Regions from separate parts of the Mus musculus genome. Here regions 2, 3, 4, 5 and 6 are each linked to region 1. A link is a contact called in public HiChIP or PLAC-seq, Micro-C and promoter capture Hi-C data. All regions are on one chromosome and are shown on one strand. The core of a region is the stretch at or near the end of the contact, and the rest is flanking DNA. Distances in the headings are between cores, read along the strand shown.

Region 1 (3,940 bases), core at 660-3,159:
GCTACTCAGAAGCTGCAGAAACCAGCCAAGCTACCTGGAAGAGGTTTAGGTCAACTGAGGCACCTCCAGGAAAGGACCCAGTCCAGCCTGTTGAGTTGCCTGTAGGCTGTGCAGTGTGCTCCGGGTTTCCAGCTCTTGTGAGCTGTCCCCAGGCTGTGGTGGGCTGTGGTGAGGCAGCTGTCTTTGAGTAATTTCTGCTCCAGTAAGGAACCCCTCACCCATATTCCTGTAAGTAACACCAATGAAACTCATTGGTTCTTTAAGTTGGACCTTTGATGGCATCTGTTCTCTGGTCTGTGGTGGGTTCTCTGTCTGGAATGAGTAGGTGTGTGTATCGCACCTCCCCGGGAAAAGTTTTGTCATACAAAAAACAAGGCCCAGCCTTCTTTTATTCCTGGGTACTTTAGAAAACAGGGCTGTGTTTTTACCCCCTCCCCCCCCCAAATCCATTCAAAAAGCCGTTTCATGAACACCCCACCATCGAGGTCTGTAGCCCAGGGACCCCAGAAGTGCTAGCAATTTCTGCCTTTTCATTTTTGCAGACGTCTCTGGGCAATGGTGTAAGACTGAGCCAAGGGTGTTTGAACTTTCTTGTCAGATGTTCTACTCAGTGTCTGGGTAGATAATGTGTGATAATAATTAACAAAACCTGAGATTACTTCTCTGCAGCTACTCCATTTCAATCGTGCTATTGTGAATGTGAATCCATTGAAATAAAAAAATATATCTAGTGGTAAGCTAAGCCTGCCCCCCACACACTTTTTGGCTTGTTTTTGTTTTGGTCACAACAAACTGTGAAATGCTGTGTTTTTTTTTTCTTTCTTTCTTTCTATAGTTCTAAAGCATGAAATCTGCAATCTTTCCACTTGATTTAGGCAGGACCCTTAATTGCTGCCGTCATTAGCACCTAGTGTTCAAAACAGTCTGTTTAAATGTACTGTTAGTCTCACCTCCAAGTCCCTGCTTGCTTGGTTTTATTTTTTTTCAAGGATAAATAAAACAATAATCGTCATAATAACCACAGTCGTTATGTACAGAGAAATAAATAATATCCCAAGGTTTTGTTTTGTTTTGACTGCTTAGTTCTGTTCATTGAGGAATGGGTACTTTGATGAAATTTCCAGGAGGTAAAGGTGACTGACTGCCCCAGATCTTGACAACCTTGGTTCAAACTCAAGTACCCACCTTAGAGGACTCCACAAAGCTGTCTTCTGACTTCTAAGCGTGCGTGGGGTGTGGCACTAGGCACTTCTTCCCAATAAACAAATAAACGTAAGGAAAAAAAATTATTTGAGTTAAAGAGGGTCCTAGAGTTTGAGCAAGAGTTCACTAGCAGGGTCTTCTCTGGGCCTTGAAAACAAGCCACTCGTTTGCCTATTTCATTTCACATGGGTGGGGATGACAGCTGCTGGGAAGCTGCACTGTTTCTGCCTGGTCATGCACATTTCTGCAATATAATGCATAAATGTATAACAACAACTTGGGCTCGCTGGATACCTCGCTGGGCAGAAGGAAACACAGCCAGCCTGGCGCGTCCCCGCGCACTCGCGCGCGCGCACACACACATACACGCGCGCCGCGCGCTCACTTACACACACACACACACACACACACACACACACACACACACACACACACACACACACACACGGGTCAAAAGGTGATCCACTCCTAAGATTCCCCCCAATCTTTGTTTTCCCCCCTCTTCCTGGCAGGTCGGGGCTTCCCAGCCTGGGGAGCAGCTGGATTGGGGAAGGGGAGGGGGTGGGGGGGCAAGGGAGGCGGGAGTCAGGTCGGTGCGCGCCGCGCCCGCTCCCGCCAGGGGAGAGTCCGGGCCGGGTTTTGCACCGGGTCCCCGGGCTTGTCTCACGGCCTCCAGCCGCCGCCGCTGCCGTGTTTACTGAGCTCGCGCGTCCTGATATCACTCCGCTGGCATGGAGGAGGAGGAGGAGGTGGAGGAGCGCGAGGAGGAGGAGGAGGCGGCGGCGGCGGCGAGCAGTTGATCATTGTGATGGTGGCGGAGGCGGCGGCGGCAGCGGCAGCCTGGCCGAGCATTAGTGGCTGCTCTCCGCGCGGCGTTTCGCAAAGGACTCCAGCGATCTACTTTTGCAGTCGCCTCGGACTGTCCATGTGTTTACTTGCCCAGCCCGAGGACTCGATGTCTAGGCTCCTGTGAAATGCAACTGAGCAGCCAAAGTACTTTGAGAACACGGGGCGGCATAAACACCAAAACTTTTTTGTGGAAGGAAAATGCAATAAGCAAGCTCGCCGTTTTCCGATGCGGCGTGGAGTGAGTGTGTGTCGCGCGTGTCCGCACTGGAGGCACACGCTCGTGTGTGTACATGGGGTGTGTTTTTCGGTACGTAGGGAGAAAATGCTTGCCAACCACCGGAAACCTCCTGGAATTTATTAGAAAATAATGGATTATTAAAAGGAGGCAGGCGAGGAGCGGATCTCCCCTTGAGTTGCAAGCCGATCTGCTGCCGGCTCAGTTTGTTGGGATTCTATTTGTTGATAGGTGTCTGATGGTATTCTGATAACACCCCCTTTTTTTCTCCCCTCGATCTTTACAGTTTTTTTAAGGAAAAAAAACACCCCAAAATCTCTTCCCCCTTTTTTCACCCCGTGGGGATCGCTGTTTTTTCATCCATGTGCTTGCGTCTCCCCCGCGTTCCACTTAAACTATTTTAATCCTTGGACCCAAGGAGAAGGCTGATAGGGGGTGGATTAAAAAAAAAAGTTCTTCCAAAATAGTGTGCCCCGGGAGCAGGATGGGGGATTTCGCAGCCCCCGCTGCCGCCGCGAATGGTAGTAGTATCTGCATCAACAGCAGCCTGAGCAGCAGCCTCGGCGGGGCCGGGATCGGCGTGAATACTCCCAATAGCACTCCGGTTGCTCCGAGTGGCAATCACCCCGCTGCCGGCGGCTGCGGCGGCTCCGGGGGCCCCGGCGGCAGCTCGGCGGCCGTCCCCAAGCACAGCACGGTAGTCGAGCGGCTCCGCCAGCGCATCGAGGGCTGCCGGCGGCACCACGTCAACTGCGAGAACAGGTATCAGCAGGCTCAGGTGGAGCAGCTGGAGCTGGAGCGCCGGGACACCGTGAGCCTCTATCAGAGGACCCTGGAGCAGAGAGCCAAGAAATCGGGCGCCGGCAGCGGCAAGCAGCAGCACCCGAGTAAAACCCAGCAAGATGCGGAGGCTGCCTCAGCCGAGCAGAGGAACCATACGCTGATCATGGTGAGGGCTCACTGGGGTGCGCGTTGGGGTCGGGGGCGTGGAGTTCCTGGCTTGGGGGCTGTGAGGGTCTGATTTGCACCGAGGGATGAGGTGGGATGGAGACGAAGGGTTAACGTCAACTTTTCTCAGGGTAAACGCTTTCGCCGCCGCCGCTACCTGTTAATCTGTCAGGGTTGTCAGATTTGGGGAGGAAGGGATGAGAGGGAGAGAAGCCAGTCACGACTCCAAGGGGAGGAGGGAGCTTTAGTGCCAGAGTGAGGTGCAGGAAAAGTTTCCCCCTCCTTGTCTTAGAAATCGATGCGAACCAGAGTGAACCCAGGAGTAGAAACCACGCTGCTCCTCTCCGCGCCCCGCCTTCACCTTTCTCTGTACCACCGCGCCTCCCCAGATAGGTCCCCTTTCGCCCACCCCTCTCATCACATCCGCCGGGTGCAGGGAGAAATTGATGCTGTCGCACATTCTGAGTGGGCGCCAGGCCCTGAACCCTTAGGAGGGGAAGGAAGAGTCCCTGACTTCCTCTCCTTTGGGCTTGGGAAAGTCTGAGAGTTTTGTGAATGAACTTTGAAGTGGGTGAGAAGCGAGTGAGGGTGGCTGCGCGCGCGTACTCGTGGGGGCGCGCGCGGATGCCGGGCGCGCGAGCGCTGCGCTCGTCGCTCTAGACCCGCGGCTGTGGCAGGGCAGGTGGGGCAGCTGCGAGGGGGTCG
Region 2 (3,940 bases), core at 518-3,017, 710 kb after region 1:
GTTTTCAAATTTCTGTCTTTATCAACAACCAAAGATTAACTGGAGGTCATCTGAGTTAAGCCAACTTATTTCTGACCCTCGGTGTTTTCTGAAAGAGAACAGAAAAATGTCAAGGATTTTCTCAAGGGCAGTGAAGAATCTGTCCCGCAGCCGGGAACTGTCTGCACCTTTAGTCAGCTACAGCAGAAACTAACAAAAATGCCCTGGGGTGATGGAGAAGCAGCTGAAAATTCAGTGAAACTGACAACCAAAGTGCTTGGGTGTTTGTTTGGGAAACGGCTCTTTAAAATATGAAAAGAACCCAGAGAGTAGGTCTGAAGCTCACAGTGTAGACATACCATCTCTCCCAGCTGGGGCGGGCATACAGATGCAACTATGTTCACTTACCAGACTGAAAGGAGCAGAGAAATCGTGACCCGGCACTGACTCTTCCATCGGGCTGAGCATACATCACGCATCGACTATGCTTCAGAGCTTTCCTCAGTCGCTTTACTCGGGTCTACAAGACTCACAACGCTCTGTGGTGGTGGTGGTAGTGGCCTATGCCTTTAATCTCAACACTGCGGAGGCAGGGGGCAGGGATCCTGGTTTCTTGAGACGGGGTTTCTCTGTGTAGCCCTGGCTCCTGAAAACAGCTGGCCTCGCCTGCTCTACAGAGCGATTTTCAGGACACCCAGAGCTACACAGAGAAAACCTGTCTCAAGAAACCAAGATTCGGGGCTGGTGAGACGGCTCAACTGTTAGGAGCACTGACTGCTCTTCCAAAGGTCCTGAGTTCAAATCCCAGCAACCACATGGTGGCTCACAACCATCCGTAATGAGATCTGAGGCCCTCTTCGGGTGTGTCTGAAGACAACTACAGTGTACTTACATATAATAAATTAAAAAACAAAAAACAAAACAAAAAAAAAAAAAACAAGATTCACAGTTCAGACTGGAGAGATGGTTTAGTGTTTAAGAGCGGTTGCTACTCCCCCCAGAGAGCCCTTTACCTAACTTTCCTGTTAGTGGATTGTTTTGGTCACACACACACACACACACACACACACACACACACACACACACGCACACACACACACACACCACCGCCTAGTGCCTTCAGTGGTTCATTCATTCATTCATTCATTTTTGAAGCGGGGTCTCTTGTAGCCTACGGTGTCCTCAAAGATCTTGAACTCCTGAGCATCCTACCTCCCCCTCTGAGTGCTGGGAGTAACTTCTTGCGCCACCATGTCTGGTTTTATGCGCTGTTGGGTATCGAACCCATGCTAGATAAACTCTTTACCCTATATTTAAAAGTCCTGGCTGGCTTAGAACTCAGCCATCGCCAGGGGGAAACCTTACCCTTCCTTTAATCATAAGCCTGTAAAGTCGTCTCTTAAGTTTCCCGCTACCTCTTCCTGGGAATGCTAACACAGTGTGTGGAATAAAGTGGTCTTCCACCTGGAGAATACATTCCGTCTGCGCATGAATCCTGAATCAAGCGCGCTTCTCTAAACGTGTCCTGCGTGCTCGGGAGATAACTCCATGGGACAGAGCGGGTCAGGCACGTAACAGCGACTTCTAAGCTCCCTAGCCTCTTCTGAGATGCAGCCATTAAGCGACTGCTGGGGAGCACGGGACTGCAACTCTATTAGAGCTGGGTAAGGGGACCAAGGTGCTAACCACTAACTCGATCCCCTTCCCACATCCCCCGGGGCTGGGACGCACGGGATCTGGAGTCCCACCCGGGGCGGGGCGCTCCCTGGCTCCTCCCTCTGAGCCTGGGTTGCTTGATCCGCTGCTGAATCTGAGCGCATCTGGCGATGTATCTCCGCAGGGCTGTGTCCAAGACTCTGGCGCTGCCCCGGAGGGCGCCCCCGGGTCCCGCGCCGCTGGGGAAGGACGGTGAGTGTCCCACACTTCTCTACCCGTCCAGGCTGGGCACCAGCGCCCCGAACCCTGGGCCAGTGAAGGAACAGTGAGGGAGGGTCTCAGGCCAGCCCTCCGAATTTCTTGGAAACTTTGGGAATAAGGACCTTTTCCAGGATGGCCTCTGAATCCAAATTAGACTTCCTGGGTTCCAGTCTTGAATTCCTGATCTCCGGCAAGTAATGTTCCTTCATTTTTTTTAAGTGACTGTGGGTTATGATCAGTAGATATGGAGTGAAAAGAACCACTTCGAAGAGGGTTTGGCTTTCTCCTAGAGTTCCACGGTTTTCTATTCAATGAACCACTAGTTTCTCCGAAGAGGTGAAGGAACGGATAGGTAGGTGGACGTGGGGTGTTCACGTGTTCGCAGGTGGGCCCTAGAAGAAGTGTCGGTTCACTGATCCCTGGCGGTGATAAACCCCCGGCTTCTTGTGGCCCTGATCATCCCTTCGAAGTGAGGCCTCGGGGTACTCTTCTGATGTTGCTGACAAGCTTGCAGCTCCGTCAGCTTCGGATTAGGGAATGCGTGAGGAAATGCGCTCTTGGAAATTTTCTAAAGAAGCAGCATCCTGGACTATAAGAGCTTACAGGCTTTGGGCTGGTTTGCAGGTCCTCTCCTAGCTGCCCACCCTCTCTGTTCATCACTCACTGGGGCACAGATCTTGGACACTAGAAAGTTAATTATTCTGTACTTTGCCCCACTCCTTGGGGCATCGGAGGCAGCATCCAAAGCAAAGATTTGACTGAGAAAGACAGAAAAACGCCTGTGGAAATCCATGAGCCAGAGCGAGCTTTGCTTTGCTTTGCTTTGCTTTAAGCACTTGTTCACCCTGCTTTGATTAGGCCTGTGTTGGTGGTGGATGGTCTCAAGAAAGAGATCTAGTCACCTATTCTTTTAAATGATGCTTAAAAGAAGTCTTCCCACAAGTACTAGAACGCCTTTCCCCTCTGTATGTGTATACCTCATAAGAGAGCAACTTGCAGAAGTGAGGAGACGCCATTTATTTTAAACTGATTATAATGGGGACTGTTCTGGTGCTCAGATAAAGAAAGAGATGAGACTGACCTCATCCTCCACAGAAAACTCTCTCTCTCTCCCTCCCTCCCTCCCCCCCCCCTCTCTCTCCCTCCCTCCCTCCCTCTCTCTCTCTCTCCCTCTCTCTCTCCATCCCTCCCTCCCCCCCACTCCCCCACCCCATCTCTCCCACAAGCACAGGCTTAGAGGCATAGGCACGCACCCATCAGAACCTGCATGTGCTCTGAGGTCAGCTTGCAAGAGGCAGTGGGTACCAGAAACTGAACTAGGTCTTGAGGCTTGGCTGCAGCCCCCTGTACTCCCTTGAGTCCTGCATCGACATCATACTTTCTTACATCCTCTGCCTCCCACTCCTCCCATTAGATCAAAATAAGACATAAATGTGCAGTGAGTAGTCCTGGATGCAGGGGAACTGACCTTATTTTAATTTTCACCTTTTTTTTTTTTTTTTTTTTTTTTTTTTTTGTGGTACTAGGGATCGAATCTAAGGTCTATCTAAGGCCCCATAGGCAAGTCTACTTCTACTGAATAATTACTAATAATTTTCAAGACAGGGTTTCTCTGTGTAGCCCTGGCTGTCCTGAACTCACTCTGTAGACCAGGCTGGCCTCAAACTTAGAGATCCTCTTAACTCTGCCTCCCAATTGCTGGGATTAAAGGCCTGGGCCACCAATCTGGCATTGATTGGAATCTTAAATTTGTCTTCCTTTGTGGGTATTAACTGCTGTACTGTTGGTACTTCCTACTTTAGTAAAAAATAAATTTGTTTCAGTGTTTATTTTTTGAAAGGTGTGTTTTAACTATCATTAAGTTTTGTCCTTTTTGCTGTAAAATGTAACTTTTCTGGTTATTAAAAATGTAACTTTTTAATGAATAATTTAGATTTACAGTAGTTCACTGGGAAAATATCAGAAAGACAAAATATAACATATAAATTAATCTTCCAATTTAGTAAATATCATTATTTATGGTTAGCCTACTTGGTTTTAGGGA
Region 3 (3,940 bases), core at 373-2,872, 690 kb after region 1:
AGTCAATGACTGCTTTTATCCACTGAGCCATCTCTCTGGCCCATAAATAGCCAAAAAGAAAAAAGAAAAAGAAAAAAGAAAAAAAAAAAAAGAAAAGAAAAAGCCAAATATCTAATCTCCTTATTTTGTTGTCAAACGAATTATAACTGCAATCTAAAAGGCTAACACACACACACACTCCAAAATTCAAGTCAAGTTTGGCGAATACACTTAATTCTTTCACGCACAAAAAAGTTTGTATAAAAGAAGCTACCCTCACACTAACAACAAAAACTGCTACAATGTATTAATGACAGAGCCGATAAAGCAGGGCATAGTTTACAATGTAAACAGATTCAAGCCCATACCCCCGCAAGTTATCACTGCGTGTATTTTTATGCAAACCGCAAACATCTGAAGCACAGGGGATGAGTTTGAGATAGCGTCAACAAGATCCATCTTAGAAGACACTTCTATTATCTCCTGCTAAGTTTTTGCACCGCTATTTTTAAAACTTCAGAGTAAGGGGTGGAGGGGGAGTCTGTACTGAAACTTCCTACCGGACCGCCCCTAGAAATGAGTCCCACCTCCCGGAGAAGGGTGTCGGGGTGGGGCCGTTTTGCTCTCCAACTAACAAACAAATGCTGCGTTTCCCACTCCCAAAAAAAGAGGCCGAGGGGCTGCAGGATCAAGTATGCAAGTGCCTGGATGGAGGTGACAGAGTAGCCTCCGCTTCTACAAGAGTCCATTCTTTCGAGTCCAACAGTGACCCCCGGCCGGGCGGGGACCGGTGAATCCCAGATGGGGAGGAAGAGGGAGGGACGGGGCCGGAGAGGGAGAAGTGCTTTCAAGCAATGAATGAGTCCCTGCCTCGGCCACACCACCTGTTCCTTCCGAGGGTGCCACCCCGACCAGCCGGCAGAATCCCTGTCCGGAGCGGGGCCGCGACTCCCGGCCCGTGCGGCCCGCTGCCCCGCTCAAGGCCAGGCTGCTCCTCCCTTCGCTCTAGGAGGGTAAACGGCAGCCGAGCCGTGCGGATGCCGGGGAGTCGGGGCCTAGTCCGGAACCGAGGCCTCGAAGCCCGCGGGCCGCGGCGCGCGGACGGAGGTGGGGGCGCTCCCGGGGCGAGACGAGAGCTGAGAGTGCGCCCCGCCAGCCAGCACAGCCGAGGTGGGGTCCCCGCGGGGTGGCCGGGTGCCCGCTCGCCCGCCCGGGCTCGGGGCTGACAGGCCCGGCTCCCAGCGAAACCATCCCCGGTGCCCGCTCGCCGCCTCACACTCACCAAGATCCGCTTGAAGAGCGCGTTCTCCTTGGGCGGGAGGCTCACGGCCGGCATGGTTCCGGCTCCTCCCGCGGCTCCCGCCACCGCCCGGCTCGCTCAGTCCGTTTGTCCGCCCGCCGCCGCCACTGCCGTTCCCGAGCTCACTTCAGCCTTGAAGCCTTCACTCCGCCGCCACTAGGCCTCCGGGGTCGCCGCGCCCGCCCTGTCCTGACACTCCCTTCGCCTCTTTTTTTTTTTCTTTTCTTTTTTTTCTCTCTCTCTCTCTCTCTCCTCCTTTTCCCCCTTTCTCACTTAACGCCGCCGCCACCTCCCCCCTCCCGGGTCTCCGTCGGCGGTTCACGTGGTAACTGAAAAGACCGACAGAGGCAGCCAAAATGGCGGACTCGGAGGGCTTTCCCACCCGGGTCACACCTCCCAACGCGCAGGCGCGGTGACCCGCTCTTCCCCACCCTCGATGCACCGGAGCCTGCCGGGAACGCGGAGGCCGGGCCGGCCTGCGGAGCCGCGGATTTCAGAGTTGGCTCTGCCGGTCCTGCCAGTGCCGTGTGCCTGGGAGGGCCGCCAATGACGCTTCCGCCGCCGCCGCCTCCTCTCTGGAAACAGACTTTCTGCCCCTTCTCGCTAGACCGGCCTGCCTTTCTCTCGGTGGGGTAGACTCACCCAGATGGTGTCATCATAGCTTGAGTATCAAGTGCCAAAATGGAGATGTTTTAAGAAGAGGTATAATGGTTCTAGGCCCAAGTGCCTGTATTGTGTACAGAAGGGAGCGAAGGGTAATTTGTGAACCGATCCGAAAAAGAGGGCTTAATCATCTTGAAAAGCCTCTAAGAGCTTGACCTATGAAATGGGCCCCGGCTGGCTAGGGTATCAGTGATTTTTGTTGACTATTGCTAGAGATAGCCAGGAAAGGTGTTGGCCAGATCCGAAGTGACATACTTATACTGCCAAAGGAGCCTCTGAAGGTTGAGGTATATTTATTTCATTGCTGAAGTCATATAATGCGAGGTTGAGGAACTGGCTGTGTGAGTCACCTTAATGTGGTGGAGTTGAGGGCCGAGACTCCTGGAGTTGGCTTCTAATTCATGCTTAGGGTTGTATCTGTTGAACTGCCTGTTAACAGAAATCCTCAATCCTTAGAGGCCAGACTCCACTGAGCAAGGTCAGGCCTGAGAGAGAAGAGGATCCAGACGTTTCATTACAGTTAACAATAAAACTTTACAAAATGGCAAGCCATTGAGTCACAAGAGCCATTTTACCCTTGATTATCTCATGTGGACCTTCTAGTAATCTGTGCATCCTGAGTCATAAAGATGTGCAGCAGTTTAGCTCCTTTAGGTCTGTTTTTGTTTGTTTTGTTTTGAGACAGGATTTCCCAGTGTTTCCCTGGCTATCCTGGAATTCGATCTCTTAAAAACCAAAAAGGGAGCAAGCTTAGAGCAGGCAAATCCTGGGGTATCCTTGAACACTAATCTCTCTAAAGATTTAGGAAAATTAAGTTGGTGAGATGGTTCAGTGGATTAAGGCACTTACTTTGCAAGCCTGACAGCCTGAATTTGACCCCTGAACTCACATGAAGATGGAAAAAGAGAAAAGGCTCCAAAGAGTTGTTCTCTAACCTCCATGTTGGCACACATAAATAACAAGTGAATTCTGGGCTGGAGAGGGAGTTCATAGGGGAAATGACCTGTTACTCTTGCAGAGAACCTAGGCTGGGTCCCAGCACCTCTGAAGAGGCCAGGTATACACAGGGTGCTCGCACAGACAAAAGGCTCATGCATATAAAATAGATAAGCCTAGAAGAAAATCCTTCACATACAAAGATGTAAGTAAATAAATAGCTTTTCTACAAGTGTGTGCTGTTGAAGAGCTAACCTGGTGCTTTATGCATGCCAGATAAGCACTTTTTTGTTGTTGTTTTTTTGAGACAGGGTTTCTCTGTGTAGCCCTGGCTGTCCTGGAACTCACTCTATAGACAAGGCTGGCCTCGAACTCAGAAATCCACCTGCCTCTGCCTCCCAAGTGCTGGGATTAAAGGCATGCGCCGCCACTGCCTGGCCAGATAAGCACTTCTACCATTAAGCTAGCTATACCCACAGCACTAAATGCAAATTTTGTTTTTTCAAATTGTACAAATAATTTTTTAAATTGTAAGGTTTTATTGGCATGTTAATTATACATAATAATGGTATTCATTATTTTTATACATGTACATGATATATTTCAATCATAGTCACACACATACATACCCTTACCATCTTGTCTCCCTTGACTACTTTTAATCCCCTTCCCACCAACTAGTAATTTGATTGGTTTGTTGGTTGGTGTCCCTAAGTAGCCCAGGCTTACCTTGAACCCATACCCTCCTTTGCTTTCCAAATGCCGAGAATATAGTTACTTTTCCAAGTCTAAGCAGCAGAGGTTTGGGTGGACCTGTTGTGTTGTAGAGCTGTTTTTGTGTTTGTGTGCATGTGTACTGGTGCCCACAGAGATCAGAGTACCAGATCCCTTGGAGCTGGAATTACAAGTGGTTGCAAGCCACCCAGCATGGTGCTAGGAAAGGAACCTAGATCTTCTGGAACAGCAGTAAGTACTCCTAACTGCCAGTCATCTCTCTCAGCCCAGACAGCAGGTTTTAAGGTTCAGTGAACACTGGTCTAATTACAACATTGATCTGATTCA
Region 4 (3,940 bases), core at 857-3,356, 590 kb after region 1:
GAATGCAAAATTCTCTTTGAAATCAGTGTCACGAAGGCAGACATGCTGATATCGATAGGTACAAATCAGATCTCTAGCTAAGGCTTCTCGTCACAGCGGATTTCAAAGCATTTAGCTGCTTCCAAGAGTTCACACCTGCGCGGTTAATCCCGCTAGCGTCTCAGCCTCCTCAAGCCATATGTAATCACAATTGCAGAAGTACAGAGAAAACCCCATTATTTTACTTTAGCACATTAGATCTGTAATGTAACTGGGTCGCTCTGAATGAATGCCGAGTTTGGGGAACACTCCCCTCCCCCAAGGTGTCCATCACCGAGAAGGCCTGGGAACAACAGTTGCTGAAGCCGGTAGCTGTCCACAGTGCTACCTGTGGCCTGTGTCGGTTTAGGCTTAAAAGCTAAAGCTTTCCAAGCTGCAATAAAGGGCTCTGGGAAAGGGGAGAGATGCTTGGGAGTAGGTGGAAATGGAGAGAGGAGACAGGTAGAGAGCGGTTTGATATTCTGTGGTCAGTTGCATCTTGGTCTTCACAACTTTCAGGAGTGCTTTATCTGGGGCTGCGACACAGCTTTTCCATCAAGAGCCCCAGGTGGAGAACTCAGCCCTCAGTTGTGATAGCCACCCCTGGGCTCTTTCACAAGCTTCCTGACATACCTACCGTCAGGCTCTGCACCCAGGTGACGATGCTGCCCGGGAGTGCTAGTCACATCCCTGTTTGAAAGCTTAAGGAGCGAGTTCCCTCGGGAGAAACGTCCTCTGGACTTTCGAGGAGCCTCCTGCAAAGAGGACTGAATAGTTTTCAGACTGCAAGTCAGCAGGATAGGATGGCTTCTATTCTGTAGAAAGACACCATTCAGTAAACTCTGACAGGAGGCTGAGTCTGTGGGTTCAGATTCTGAGAGGAGCTTTTCTGTAAATGTGCCCAAAGAGAGTTGGCTGCTTTGGGGAGAACAATGGCTGAACTTCAGTGACCAGATGAGAAGGAGGACGGAGGACGAGAGAACAGGTTCCACCTCCAATCGCCCAGGCTCACAGGATTTCACACCTGGGGATGGAACCTTAGCCTCAGTTGCTGTAGGGGCTCAACCTCTATCCTAAAGGGCTACTCTAGCAATCTCATCCAAATGGGACTCAAAAACAATTTGGGGGGGCTTAAGGGCCAGCAAAAAACGTTTAGCAGGTAAAGGTGCTGTTGGCAAGCCGATGGCCTGAGTTAAGCCTTAGGACATATATAGTAGGAGAGAAACAACTCCTGAAGGCTAGCCTCTGACCACACCCAGCATGGCACGCACCCGCCCCTCCACACACACACACACACACACACATGTGGCTGGGAAACCGATCTACTTTTCCCATCCCACAGTGGAGGAAGACACACTGGACTTCAAACCCAGCAGCAATGTGTCGGTGACCCTTAGACACAGGAAGCAGACCCTCAGAGCCGAGCCTCCCTGTCTCCCCTCGCCCTGGGTTCCTGGTGCCTTTCAGCTCCTTTTCTTCTGCTGTGTGAGAAGCCTGGGTGTGTGTGTGCAGAATGGCAGCCCAGCCGATTGCTCCACCTCTTTCCTTATGTCTTAAGTTCCTCTTCTCTCTTGCTGGACTCTGTGCCTTTCCCTGACTGTGACCCATTCCAGTCACTGCCCCTGCCTCCGCCTTCTCTATCCCTCTCCCTCCCTCTTCCTTTCCCTCCCTCTTCCTTTTACTCCCTCTTCCTCCCTCTTCTTCTCCCTCTCCCTCCCCTCCCCCTTCCCTTGCTTTCCCTTCCCCCTCCCTCCCCTTCCCCCTCCCCTTCTCTCTTCCTCTCTCCAAGTTACCAAGCATAGGTAACTTGCTTAGTCATAGGTTGCAACTGTTAAAGAGGCCAGAACCTCACTGTGGAGAAGAGAAGCAGACAGCATAGGCGCTGCATAGAGAATTAGCTGCTGAGGGAGGTTGGGGTTTGCTCCTTGCTTGAACCAAAACAGAAAAGCCTCCGAATGTGCCTTCTACTGTAGAAGGACATAGGAAGCGGGCAAGTCTGGTCTTCTCTCAGGATCATAATCACAAACAGCCATGATTGAGATTCTGTGTGGTAGAGAAGAAAAAGAACTGTGCGCTGTCTTCCTGACAGCTGGCGCTTGTGGGCTTACCTGCCTGACGTCAGCACGGGTCTCGAGAGGCCTCATTCAGAGCTGTCTCAGTCCAACCCTGCATGACTTGACCCATCTTTAGCATCTTTCCTATGCTGAACTATTATTGCCTTGTGTTAGAGTTAGGAGTTAGGACTAGGAACTAATCCATGGAGCACGTCCCCCCTAACTGGGGCATACGCTGGAACTAACAGAAGCAAAAGAAAGAACTGAAATTAGGACACAAAAGAATGATAAGGTTACAGAGTAACAGGCGGAAGACTTGAGTTTCTTAGTACAGATTCTTATTTTAATCCTCTCAATCCCTGACCTCTCCAGCAACTAAAAAGGAAACCTTTTTTTTTTTTTTGTCAAGGCCTCTTTGAACCTGACTGGGACTAGAGTTCAGCCTCATTCCCCTTTGGGGTTCATCAGTCTTGAAAAACTGTTTCCTTATCACCAACCCTCACACACACACACACACCCACACACCAACAAGGCCATGTAATCATTTACAACATTTAATTGTGACAATTAAAGTTGCGTTGAGCAGCAAATACAGCTCAAAGTCCAACATCTGCCTAGCAGCTAGAGGCCCTGGCTTACGTCCCTAGTACTGGGAGTGGAAGGGTCAATTGTGAACACTGAAATAAAAGGTTGTCTTCGTGAGACAGTATGTGACACTTTTATTAATTTTACTTAATTGGTTTAAGAAAAAAAATCTAAATTTCTCACTGCAAAAATGCACTTCTACATTTTCCAAGAAGGTCAAGAGTTCTAGGCTTTGGTTATTCTCAAACAGCCACCTCAAATTCTGTCTTCAAAGTAGAGATTTAGAATCCAGACATCTTTTATTTTAGACAAACAAGCAAAACTATGTTGCAAGATGGAGAGTCGCAATGTTTCTTTGCTGCAGATCAAAGGTTCACAAATATCTTCAATTTCCAGGTACAGGGAGGTACCTTGATAGATTCCCGCCCTGAGGCTTGCATTGCTGCAGCGGGGCAGCGGGGCTTGGATTGCTTTCCCTTCTAAAATTTTAAGCTTTGGTGTCAGTGTTTTTTGGGTTTTAGTTTTGGAGGGTTGTTTTTGGTTTTGGTTTGGTTTTGCCGGGGTTGGGGAGGGGAGGGGAGGGGTGGTGATTTTTGTTTTCAAAAAGACTCAATTTTGTAAGTTTTATTTTGCCAAACATGTGCATACATATTCAAAGCAATGAAACTATTTCAAGCCATAAAGCCGCAGGGGTGGAGCCCTTTCCACAAATTTTAATGTGTTTGTATGTAAATAGCTGTTTGTATGAAATATTTTCATGGTAGAATGAATATATTTAAATGAAGTTGAATTATTCCAGTGCTATTTAAACACAGGACAAAAATTTTTGGTGAGAATTATCTGAGTCTATTGAGATATAATGCAGATCAATTTTCATTTTTAGAAATCAAAAAGCCTACAAACCGCTCTGACTGATGACCACCTCCTGGTGGGGTGGCGTCCGATGTGAGGTAGGCTTCCCCAGTGCCTCAGCCGCTTTCTGGTGGTAAGTTCGGTGCTAAAGGAGACGTGTTTACCTTTTAGTGATTCCCGCAGGCCTCTGAGGGGCCTGAGAGCGAATCGAGGCGTTAGAGACACCGGTGCAGTTATACGAGCACAATTATTTTTGCAGGGCAGCAGAATCAGAAGCCAGACTTGTAAACCTCGGAGCTGGGTTTCCCGGCTACCTTCACTCGCCACCCCTAACTGCCTAGTCACGATGTCAGGGAAGCTACCCTCAGTGGAGTTGGGGTCTGGACCCCGGGGTGGGACTTCACAGAGTTACCAATGCTTTTTGCCTTCTG
Region 5 (3,940 bases), core at 369-2,868, 560 kb after region 1:
ATTTTATCTAGTCTCTTACATGTGAGATTGAATTCAGCAGTTTCTGGTCTTTCTGGAGTTACTACACCCCTGCTGGTAAACAGCAAACCCCCTTACCCCAACCCCAACCCCCTCCCCGAACTATCTCACCAGCTCCACTGTTCTTTATAAATCATTTAATTGGCTGAGGAGATGGTTCAGCAGATATTGCTAAAGGTAAGTGGATCTGAGTTCAAATCCCCAGAAAGCAAGTAAAAAGCCTGGCTTGGTCCCTTATGCACTCACAAGGCTTTTACTTGGGTCTCATGGGAGGGTCTCTAGGCTGGCATACCTCAAGTTCAGTGAGACCCTGTCTCTGGGACTAAAGCAGAGAGTGGTAGATCAGGACACCCAGTGTCATCCTACACACACTTGGTTTGTATTTATTTTTGAGACAAGGGTTTCCTATTTAGTCCTGACTGTCCTGTGGCTCACTGTGTAGATGAGCCTGGCCTTGAACTCAGAGATCCACCTGCCTCTGCCTCCCTAGTGCTAGGATCAGAGGCGTGAGCCACACATGATCAGCCACACAATTGTTTGTTTGTGTTTTCATCAGTTAAGCTCAGTTTATGCATGTGTGGGCCCAGCTACTAGGGAAGCCTGAGACGGGTATGCCTGACAGTTTGGGGCTGGGGAGATGGCCCAGCAGTTAAGAGTGCCTGTTGTTCTATCATGAGGACTGGAGTTTGAATCCCAGTATTGGAGGCTCCAAGGGATCCAACACCCTCCCCTTCCCACTACCCAACCTTCCCCTGACACATGAAATTTTTCAAAAAGAGCTGTGCCCTAAGGAAAAGATGTGGTCACTCTTTGTCCAAGACTTCCCAAGCATTTTTTAGGCATCTTGGTCAGCTCTGACCCATCAGACATCAGAGTCTAGGTAGAGGCAGAGAAGCCGATACTGGGACCAAGGTACCTGCAGTTTCTGAAGGGTGAGAGAGGACTTCCGAGTGGCCGGGCTGAGCTCCATGTTGCTTGGAGCTGGGGTGCTACTGACATCTGAGAGACTTGTCAGAAAAGTGAGCGGAGCCTGTGTAGGCAGAGGATGAGAGAGAGCCAGCCGAAACAGGGATTCCCAGAGACTCCCACACCCTGTCATTTCACTTGTGACTAGGATCGACGGAAGTCCTGTGGTGAGATGGAAGGTACAGCTGAGACCGTCTCCTACAGTCATCTCACTGACTGTAGTCAAACCTAAAAATGTCTTTAAAAGTGACATTTTTTAGAGAATAACATTTTATGTGTTCTTTGACGATATCATACATGTGTATGCAGCGAGCGTGTCTTCATCATATGCATGCCCAGTCCACCAATCCCCCAGACACCAAAATGTCAGCTCCCACTTTTGTGTCCTTTACCCCTTCTTTCCCCCCTCGTCCCCCATTATCCAACTAGCACTGCTGCAGGTACATAGGCGGGGCCAGCCACTGGAGCAACGTTTCACCCTCTGGTCTTATCAAACACCAAGAGAAGACTGTTGGGAAAGAGGCATTGGGAGACAATAACTAGCTCTCAGAATGGCGGATGGCACATGCGGTATCTGTTGAGGGTGGAAGGGGCTGACTACAGCCCGAGGCTTTCTGGAAGCTGAGTCAGTACAGAAGTGGGCATCAGTGTCAGGCACTGGCTTGCTGGTCATCACTGTAGTCACAGGATGGGAACACAGAGCCACTACGGGCTTCTAGGTCCCTTTTGCTGCTCGAGCACTGGGACTCTGAGGGACATCCGTCCTGGGATTGACAGGACAGTGCCTAGGACCCATTGTAGAGACATCCCAAACAGCCTTTATCTTCTTAATCCCCACCCAAAAGAGAAATGTGTTGTCAACAAGCATTTGACCTACCTTCTCACCGATCCCGCTAGGGGGAGCCAGCGAGCGGAAGGAACCAGACAATGGCCTCTTCCCCATGCTCCTTGATAGAGCAGCTGGGCAGTATTTGTGCCATAGCACGAATAACTAAGAGTAGTAAAAGAACTATTCTGCCTATTGTTCGTGTGAGATTGCTCTAAGAACAGCTTCTTTTGAAAAATCTCCCTCTAATTATGATACAAAGGTTTTGCTGGTGTTATTTCGGTTTTTGAGACAGTCTTGTGTAGCCCAGGCTGGCCTCAGATTCTCTGTGTAGCTGCAGAGCACCTTGAACCTCTGATTCCCCTGCCTCTGCCCCCTAAAGGCTGGAATTATAGGTGCATGCCACCAACTCAGGCTATGCAGAGCTGAGACTCAAACCCAGGGACACGATCATGCTAGCTGAACACTAGCAAAAGGCACCGTGTGCAGCCCCAAGAAATTGGTTTGGTTTGGTTTGATTTTTAGCTTCCAATGCATTTTATTTTCTTTTATTATTTAGAAAACCAAAGGATTTCTGTTTTATAAGTGCAAAGTAATAAATTCAGCTTTTGAGAGAAAAGAGTGTGAGGCCCTAAATAAAGACTTACGTCTGCTTCAAATAGGCAGTAATGTGGTAGGTAGCTCCTGGTAGTTAACCACATGTAAGAATAACACACACTATGCACTAACACACTGTGGCTCAGCAGTAGTAGCCTGAAGATAGATGGTACAGAAAGGACACAGCATTAGTAAGAAGGACAAAGAGCATTGTCTGCCCATGAAAATGATGCTATACATTTTTCCTCATAGGTTCTGAAATTTATTTTAGTTTATAATCTCTCCCCCACCAAAGAGCGGTTAGACTGTGTCGATCTGTGTGACTCGTGTAGGTAAGGCCACTTATCCCTGTCCCAATAGCAACACTGACGGTCACATGAGTGCCACCCTGCATTGCTACTTTGTATAACTGTTCCTAGATTTTTGAGCCCAGGACATTAACCAAGCTATCCAAGGCACCATGCTATCAAATTGTTTAGCAAGCTTACAAGGGACTTTGATTGGTAAGTTATGCAGTAAGGACTTCCAGCAGAGGCCACATCTCTTGCTTCCTAAATTAGATTATCCACAACACTGTGGTAGCCCCCAGTTCAACTAAAACGTGTTTATGGGATGACTTAGTGAGAAGAGGTGTCTGCCACTAAACCGGAGAAGGATGGGTCTCCTGGGATCCATGTATCAGAAGTTGAGAACTGGCTTCTGTAGGCTGTGCTCTGACCTCACATGCACCGTGGCGCATGCCTACCCATGCAAATACAAGTGCACACAGGGACATACACACAAAATTAAACCACCAAGCATTTGTTGGTTACGTACTGTGACCCTGGCACTTGCCAAGACATAGAATTTCTCTGGCCTTTGTCCTAAGGAAGAAAGCAAAGCTGGCCCTTCTCCTGGAGGAAGGCAGGGCAGCCACCAATGAAGAAGGAAAGAAAGAAGCGATGTAGAGGAGACAAGACCTTTTATTTATTTATTTAATCACTTAGAAAATACAGACAACACTATTGTTACTCATGTAGCCCAAATTAATTCTTTTCTTTTCTTTCTTTCTACCCCTATCCCCCCAACTTTGGTTTTCACGATGAGGTTTCTCTGTGTAATAGCCTTGGCTGTCCTAGAACTATGTAGACCAGGCTGGCCTCACAGAGATCCTCCTGCCTCTGCCTCCCAAGTGCTGGAAATAAAGGCGTGCACCACGACGCCTGGCTGGCCCAAATTAATTCCTAAGAACATAGAGATTTAGCTCAGAGGTAGAGTGTTTAGCATGTACTAGCATATAAGGCCCTGGGCCCTTGGTTCACTCCCAGCACTGCAAATAATAATGATAATAATAATAATTTTTTAAAGCTAATTTTAACTGACAATTTTATTGTGTTGTATTTTAAAGACAGGATCTCCCTATATAACCCTGGCTGTCCTGAATAGACCGGGTTGGCATCACACTTACAGAGATCAGAGATGTGCCTGCCTCTGCTTCCCAAGTGCTGAGATCAAAGGTGTGCGAGACCATATCCAGTTGTAAGATTTTCTTGG
Region 6 (3,940 bases), core at 874-3,373, 520 kb after region 1:
CTCAGGAGCCCGAGGTGTACAGCTTTGCAGTGTGTTGTGGTTTGGGTATAAAATGTTTTAAAAGGCTCACGGATTCAATGCTTGAGGCTGGATGTTTGGGAATCAGGACTCACAAGGAACACTGAGCCAGATTGCTATTTAGGCAAAGATTTACTAGAAGAGATATTAATGCCACAGAGAAAACATGACAGGATTCCATGTGGCAGTGTTAGGGAAAGGGACTCCTTACAGATTCCCAGGGAAGGCTAGGTTCCATGATGTAGGAGGAAGAGTGGCATAAAAGCCAGAGGCCTCGCAGCCACATCTCCTACAAGAGGACCTGATTGAGGACTGCCTGAGAGACCAAGGATTGCTGACACAGACAATGCCAGCCAATCGGGAACTGCAGTTTAAAAGAGATGCTTTCTGGGGACCAGTGGGGTGCTGCTGGTGGAGGGTATGAAAGGGAGCTTGCAGCAGATGAGCTTTCTGTGGCATCTCTCACCTGCTATGGGAGTCTGCACCACCTCACCTCCAACTCCCAAGGGCAGGTAAGGTGGAGCATCAAGTAGTCCAGGGCACAGGCAACACCATGCCACTTCATTGATAAATAATTTGTGATACTCGCAGTTTGGCTGTCTCTGATTGCTGGCTGCCAGAGGCACGAGGGGAGGTTTTGCATTTGGAAGAAGGAATGTATGATCTGGAGGATATAGGAGAAGAGCGGGCCATTTGGTTGCTGTGTCTCCATCATACGCAGCAGCAAGGTCCAGCTTAAAGTCTATTAGCCTGGGCCCTGTACCCAGGATCCATGCTAAGATGGAGAGAAGGGCACAGCTGCACATGCTATGACCCGAGCAGCCTTCAGTTGCCAGCTGCCAGCCAGTGAGTTCTGAGCGGAGCTTGCAAACACCAGGAAAGCAGTAACTTCTACAGTGGATTAGTTTACTGACAGACCTTAGATGAGTGGACTCCTGGGAGGTGGGGCCTGGATGGAGAAGGCTGATCTGTGGAGGAATGCCTTTCCCTTAGGACACTCTCACCAGTGCACACTGCTATCTGAGAGCTAACCCACTTTGTTCTGCCACATGCTCATGCTATGCTGCCTGATTATGTGGGGGCCAAGAAGCAACAGAGCCAAGAAACCGTGGATCCAGCCCTTCCTCCCTTAAATTATGTTCTTGTTACAATGGAAGCTAACTGACACATAGTTACAAGAGCTCCATTCGCCCTGCATCACCATCCCCTGCATCCCCTGGGAAAGTGTACACACAGACATCCATTATCACTCTGGCTGCCCTAAGGCAAGCATATAAGTCAAACGAAAGTTGAGTCCAAGGAGAATGTTCGTTGGGGAGTGACCTGGACTCCAGAGAATCCCTCTTTTGCTGAGCTAGGAAGAGAAGATGGGAATGTGTTAACGTGTGCTCCAGCGGGTCTCAGAAGACAGCGTGTGGAGCATGTCGGTCTCTTTTCCATTGCTATGACACCCCACCACAAACAGACAACTCACAGAAGAAAAACATAAGAGTCTGCCAAGGCAGGGAACCATGGCATCAAGATGCAGACACGGTGGCAAGAACAGGGAGTTGATGGCTTACATTCTGAATGGCAGGCACTAAGGGGGGTGGGGGGTAAGACTGCTGTGAGGAAGAGTGGGAGGTCTCGCACACTGTCGATCCTTTGAAAACCAGATGTGCCTCGCAGGGGACTTCCGACAGCCAGACACCAACAAATTATTTCCTACAGTCAACAGGAAGCTGAGGAACATTCAGATATTGCAGGGCCCACAATTACCCTATGAAATCAAGGAAATAACTATCAAAGGAGCAGTGAGGGGTGGAGAAGCCATGGGTTACCTCATCTCCACACTGGGACCTCGAGGGACGGCCTTGCTGCTGGCTGTACACTTGTTCCTGCCTCTTCTGAGACTGTGTAAGCAGAATCTGTCTAGAATTAAATCACTCCTCAAAGAAGTATATTTTCATCACCGTATGTTAATTTTCTCCTGTGGCATCGCCATGTTACCTCGGGGCTGCCGCTCACCCTCGTGGGGCTAGCGGACAAAGAAGAAATGGTGTTCCATACACTTTCCTCTGCTGTAATCTTGTCATAAGAAACAGACTCTGGTGGAATCAGACCCTTTAGCGCCACCTACAGGAAAACCGCGAAGTCTAGGATGGGAATGGCTCCCTGGAGTTGAAATCCTGGGTCAAACCAAAGCAGTTGGAGTTCTACTTATTTCTCTGCTTCTTTCAGGGGGAATTTCTGGTGTTTTCTGAGCACCGGGTGTTTCCACCGTTTCCATAGTATCATCTGTTATGGGATTATAAGACACCATAGGTGTAAAGTATGTCTCTGTGGCCATCAAATCATATGGGCTGTACAAGCAGGACAGGTGTTGAAAACCTACAGGCAAAGAAGTAGCCATGTTATGGCAGCTGTAAGGTCCCTGTCACAGAAAGGCAGCCACACCAGAGAGACAGCCAAGACAATCTCCAAGTCTGTGGACAGGAAATGCCAAATCAACCAGAAAACTGAGCAGGAGAGACCTTTGTGACAGGAGAGCTTTGCCCCTCCTGGAAGAGTCTCCACAGAGCCTGCTCTGACACCAGGCTACCATCTCTTCCAGCCAACCCTAGGGCCTATCCTAAGAAGATGGAGGAAATGAGCGCCCAGGGTCGTCTGGATGTTTTTCTCCTCTGTGTGGAGCAGGAAGATACAAGGAAGCCACGGCATCAGCTTGACTGCGGCAAGAGCTGTACTCAGCATCTCCAGGTCCCAAGGCCAAGCTGACTCAACTAACAAGTGGGCCTAGAAATCATTAAGCCAGCCTAATTGAAACTAATTCCAAGTTCCTCGCAGCCCTAAATTGCACAGAAGAGAACACAGAGCAGCCTTACAGCTGTACACGAAGCCAGGCTCAAATCGCGTTATTTATTTGGTTACCAATAAAAAGTGGCAGAGTTAGGACTCGGAGTTCCATCTTCCAATTCCATTTCCTCCCAAACTGCAGAGAAGGGCAATTTAGCCTTATTGAGCACACACGACACAGGAATTCTGTTAAAAGGCTTTATTGGTTTTAATCTGCAGAAGCCTCGAGAAAAAGAAGTAGCATCCAGGCCAGCATCACCCAACAGCAAGGCTTAAAGATGATGGATCATTTGTGTCTAAAAATCCTCCATTTCCATGAATAAAGACAAAAGGCCAGATCATTTAGCAAATAATAAGGAAAATCCTACTTATTAAAACCTGTGAAATATAATCAGAGATTGTATCTGTCTGTCTGTCTGTCTGTCTTAAAAGGAAAACCCAAACTCTCAAAATCATTTGTTGGGCTGCCAAGACGGCTCAGGTAAAGGCCCACCCTGCCAACCTTTCAGTTCAGTTCCCAGGAGTCACACAGTTAAAAAGAAAGAACTGACTCCTATAAGGTTCCCATAACTGTTCTCTGACCTCCACGTGTGCCCCACGGAACAACACAAATCAACAAACACAGGAACAAGTAAATAAATAATACTAACTTAAAAATTATTTAAGAAGAATGAACCTGAAGAAAATTATTCAACTCAAAAAAAGTTTTAAAGTCTAAGGAAAACAGAAAGGCAGAACTAACACTCTAGTCAGTCATACCTATACCCGTGTGTTCTGCATCTGTGCATCCAACTATAATTGACAAGATTTGGGGGATGCCGTGGTGCTGACCGTATCCTGATTCGTCACCACCATTCTCTAAACATTACAGTAGAATAACTGTTGCATGGCATTTACAATGTTTTTGGATATCTTAAATAATCTAAGCTGGACAGTGGTGGCACACGCCATCCATCGCAGCATCTGGGAGGCAGAGGCAGAAGGATCTCTGACTTCAAGGCCAGCCTGGTCTACAGAGTGAGTTCCCGGCCAGTGTTACTCAGTGAGGCAGAAGAAAGGAAGGGAAGAGGGGGTGAGGTGTAGGAGG

What was found. Promoter capture Hi-C pulls out the DNA fragments that hold promoters and counts their contacts. A called contact is a pair of places that touch in the nucleus more often than the background predicts. HiChIP or PLAC-seq counts read pairs in DNA pulled down with a chosen protein or histone mark.
Region 2: a Micro-C map of embryonic stem cells shows a contact between it and region 1, with 6 times the contacts expected there. The contact joins the promoter of Mgarp here to the promoter of Maml3 in region 1. A contact is called at or near these places in 1 of 39 promoter capture datasets (hippocampal neurons), 1 of 484 Hi-C or Micro-C datasets (embryonic stem cells) and 4 of 115 datasets of contacts at active chromatin or transcription factors (the NIH/3T3 cell line, the SCID.adh cell line, extraembryonic endoderm stem cells and 1 more).
Region 3: a contact with region 1 is called in an HNF4G HiChIP or PLAC-seq map of pancreatic cancer cells. The contact joins the promoter of Naa15 here to the promoter of Maml3 in region 1. A contact is called at or near these places in 4 of 39 promoter capture datasets (the C10 cell line, the HPC-7 cell line, hippocampal neurons and 1 more), 3 of 484 Hi-C or Micro-C datasets (CD4 T cells and embryonic stem cells), 9 of 115 datasets of contacts at active chromatin or transcription factors (the NIH/3T3 cell line, the SCID.adh cell line, embryonic stem cells and 6 more) and 1 of 9 other capture datasets (liver).
Region 4: a contact with region 1 is called in a promoter capture Hi-C map of the 3T3-L1 cell line, with 8 times the contacts expected there. The contact joins the enhancer-like site here to the promoter of Maml3 in region 1. A contact is called at or near these places in 7 of 39 promoter capture datasets (the 3T3-L1 cell line, 3T3-L1-derived adipocytes, HPC-7-derived erythroid cells and 4 more), 2 of 15 datasets of contacts at CTCF or cohesin (both in the NIH/3T3 cell line), 1 of 484 Hi-C or Micro-C datasets (embryonic fibroblasts), 15 of 115 datasets of contacts at active chromatin or transcription factors (the 230-238 cell line, the NIH/3T3 cell line, T-cell acute lymphoblastic leukemia and 12 more) and 1 of 9 other capture datasets (embryonic stem cells).
Region 5: a contact with region 1 is called in an H3K4me3 HiChIP or PLAC-seq map of bone marrow-derived macrophages, with 3 times the contacts expected there. The contact joins the enhancer-like site here to the promoter of Maml3 in region 1. A contact is called at or near these places in 5 of 39 promoter capture datasets (the 3T3-L1 cell line, the C10 cell line, cranial neural crest and 2 more), 1 of 15 datasets of contacts at CTCF or cohesin (large pre-B cells), 19 of 484 Hi-C or Micro-C datasets (B cells, CD4 T cells, CD8 T cells and 15 more), 28 of 115 datasets of contacts at active chromatin or transcription factors (the 230-238 cell line, the SCID.adh cell line, T-cell acute lymphoblastic leukemia and 20 more) and 3 of 9 other capture datasets (adipose tissue, embryonic stem cells and liver).
Region 6: an H3K4me3 HiChIP or PLAC-seq map of forebrain shows a contact between it and region 1, with 6 times the contacts expected there. The contact joins the enhancer-like site here to the promoter of Maml3 in region 1. A contact is called at or near these places in 6 of 39 promoter capture datasets (the 3T3-L1 cell line, 3T3-L1-derived adipocytes, cranial neural crest and 2 more), 3 of 15 datasets of contacts at CTCF or cohesin (the NIH/3T3 cell line and large pre-B cells), 13 of 484 Hi-C or Micro-C datasets (the Ba/F3 cell line, the HL-1 cell line, the HPC-7 cell line and 9 more) and 28 of 115 datasets of contacts at active chromatin or transcription factors (the 230-238 cell line, the NIH/3T3 cell line, the SCID.adh cell line and 22 more).

The regions. Positions count from the first base shown.
Region 1 is chr3:52,102,975-52,106,914 of GRCm38.p6, reverse strand. It overlaps Maml3 (mastermind like transcriptional coactivator 3), which reads left to right and starts at 1,909. Exons shown (of 5, transcript NM_001004176.2): 1 at 1,909-3,236. The coding sequence starts at 2,772.
Region 2 is chr3:51,394,374-51,398,313 of GRCm38.p6, reverse strand. It overlaps Mgarp (mitochondria localized glutamic acid rich protein), which reads left to right and starts at 1,767. Exons shown (of 4, transcript NM_026358.3): 1 at 1,767-1,887. The coding sequence starts at 1,806.
Region 3 is chr3:51,413,698-51,417,637 of GRCm38.p6, reverse strand. It overlaps Naa15 (N(alpha)-acetyltransferase 15, NatA auxiliary subunit), which reads right to left and starts at 1,622. Exons shown (of 20, transcript NM_053089.3): 1 at 1,262-1,622. The coding sequence starts at 1,315. It overlaps LOC108168868 (a long non-coding RNA gene), which reads right to left and starts at 1,255. Exons shown (of 2, transcript XR_001783830.2): 1 at 864-1,255.
Region 4 is chr3:51,516,302-51,520,241 of GRCm38.p6, reverse strand. Setd7 (SET domain containing (lysine methyltransferase) 7) reads left to right here. Exons shown (of 8, transcript NM_080793.5): 8 at 1-3,940. Among named protein-coding and RNA genes, the nearest start is that of Gm36008, 7.3 kb to the right of the region's middle. Within about 2 kb of position 2,106, at least 97 of the 459 cell types and tissues checked have an H3K27ac peak or open chromatin away from gene starts, as enhancers often do. A contact at or near this core is called in bone marrow-derived macrophages, where this site is marked.
Region 5 is chr3:51,538,004-51,541,943 of GRCm38.p6, reverse strand. All of the region lies in intron 3 of Setd7 (SET domain containing (lysine methyltransferase) 7), which reads left to right. Among named protein-coding and RNA genes, the nearest start is that of 5031434O11Rik, 20 kb to the left of the region's middle. Within about 2 kb of position 1,618, at least 49 of the 459 cell types and tissues checked have an H3K27ac peak or open chromatin away from gene starts, as enhancers often do. A contact at or near this core is called in B cells, CD8 T cells, T-cell acute lymphoblastic leukemia and 7 more, where this site is marked.
Region 6 is chr3:51,581,949-51,585,888 of GRCm38.p6, reverse strand. No RefSeq gene overlaps it. Among named protein-coding and RNA genes, the nearest start is that of Setd7, 23 kb to the right of the region's middle. Within about 2 kb of position 2,123, at least 31 of the 459 cell types and tissues checked have an H3K27ac peak or open chromatin away from gene starts, as enhancers often do. A contact at or near this core is called in the N1E-115 cell line, the SCID.adh cell line, forebrain and 1 more, where this site is marked.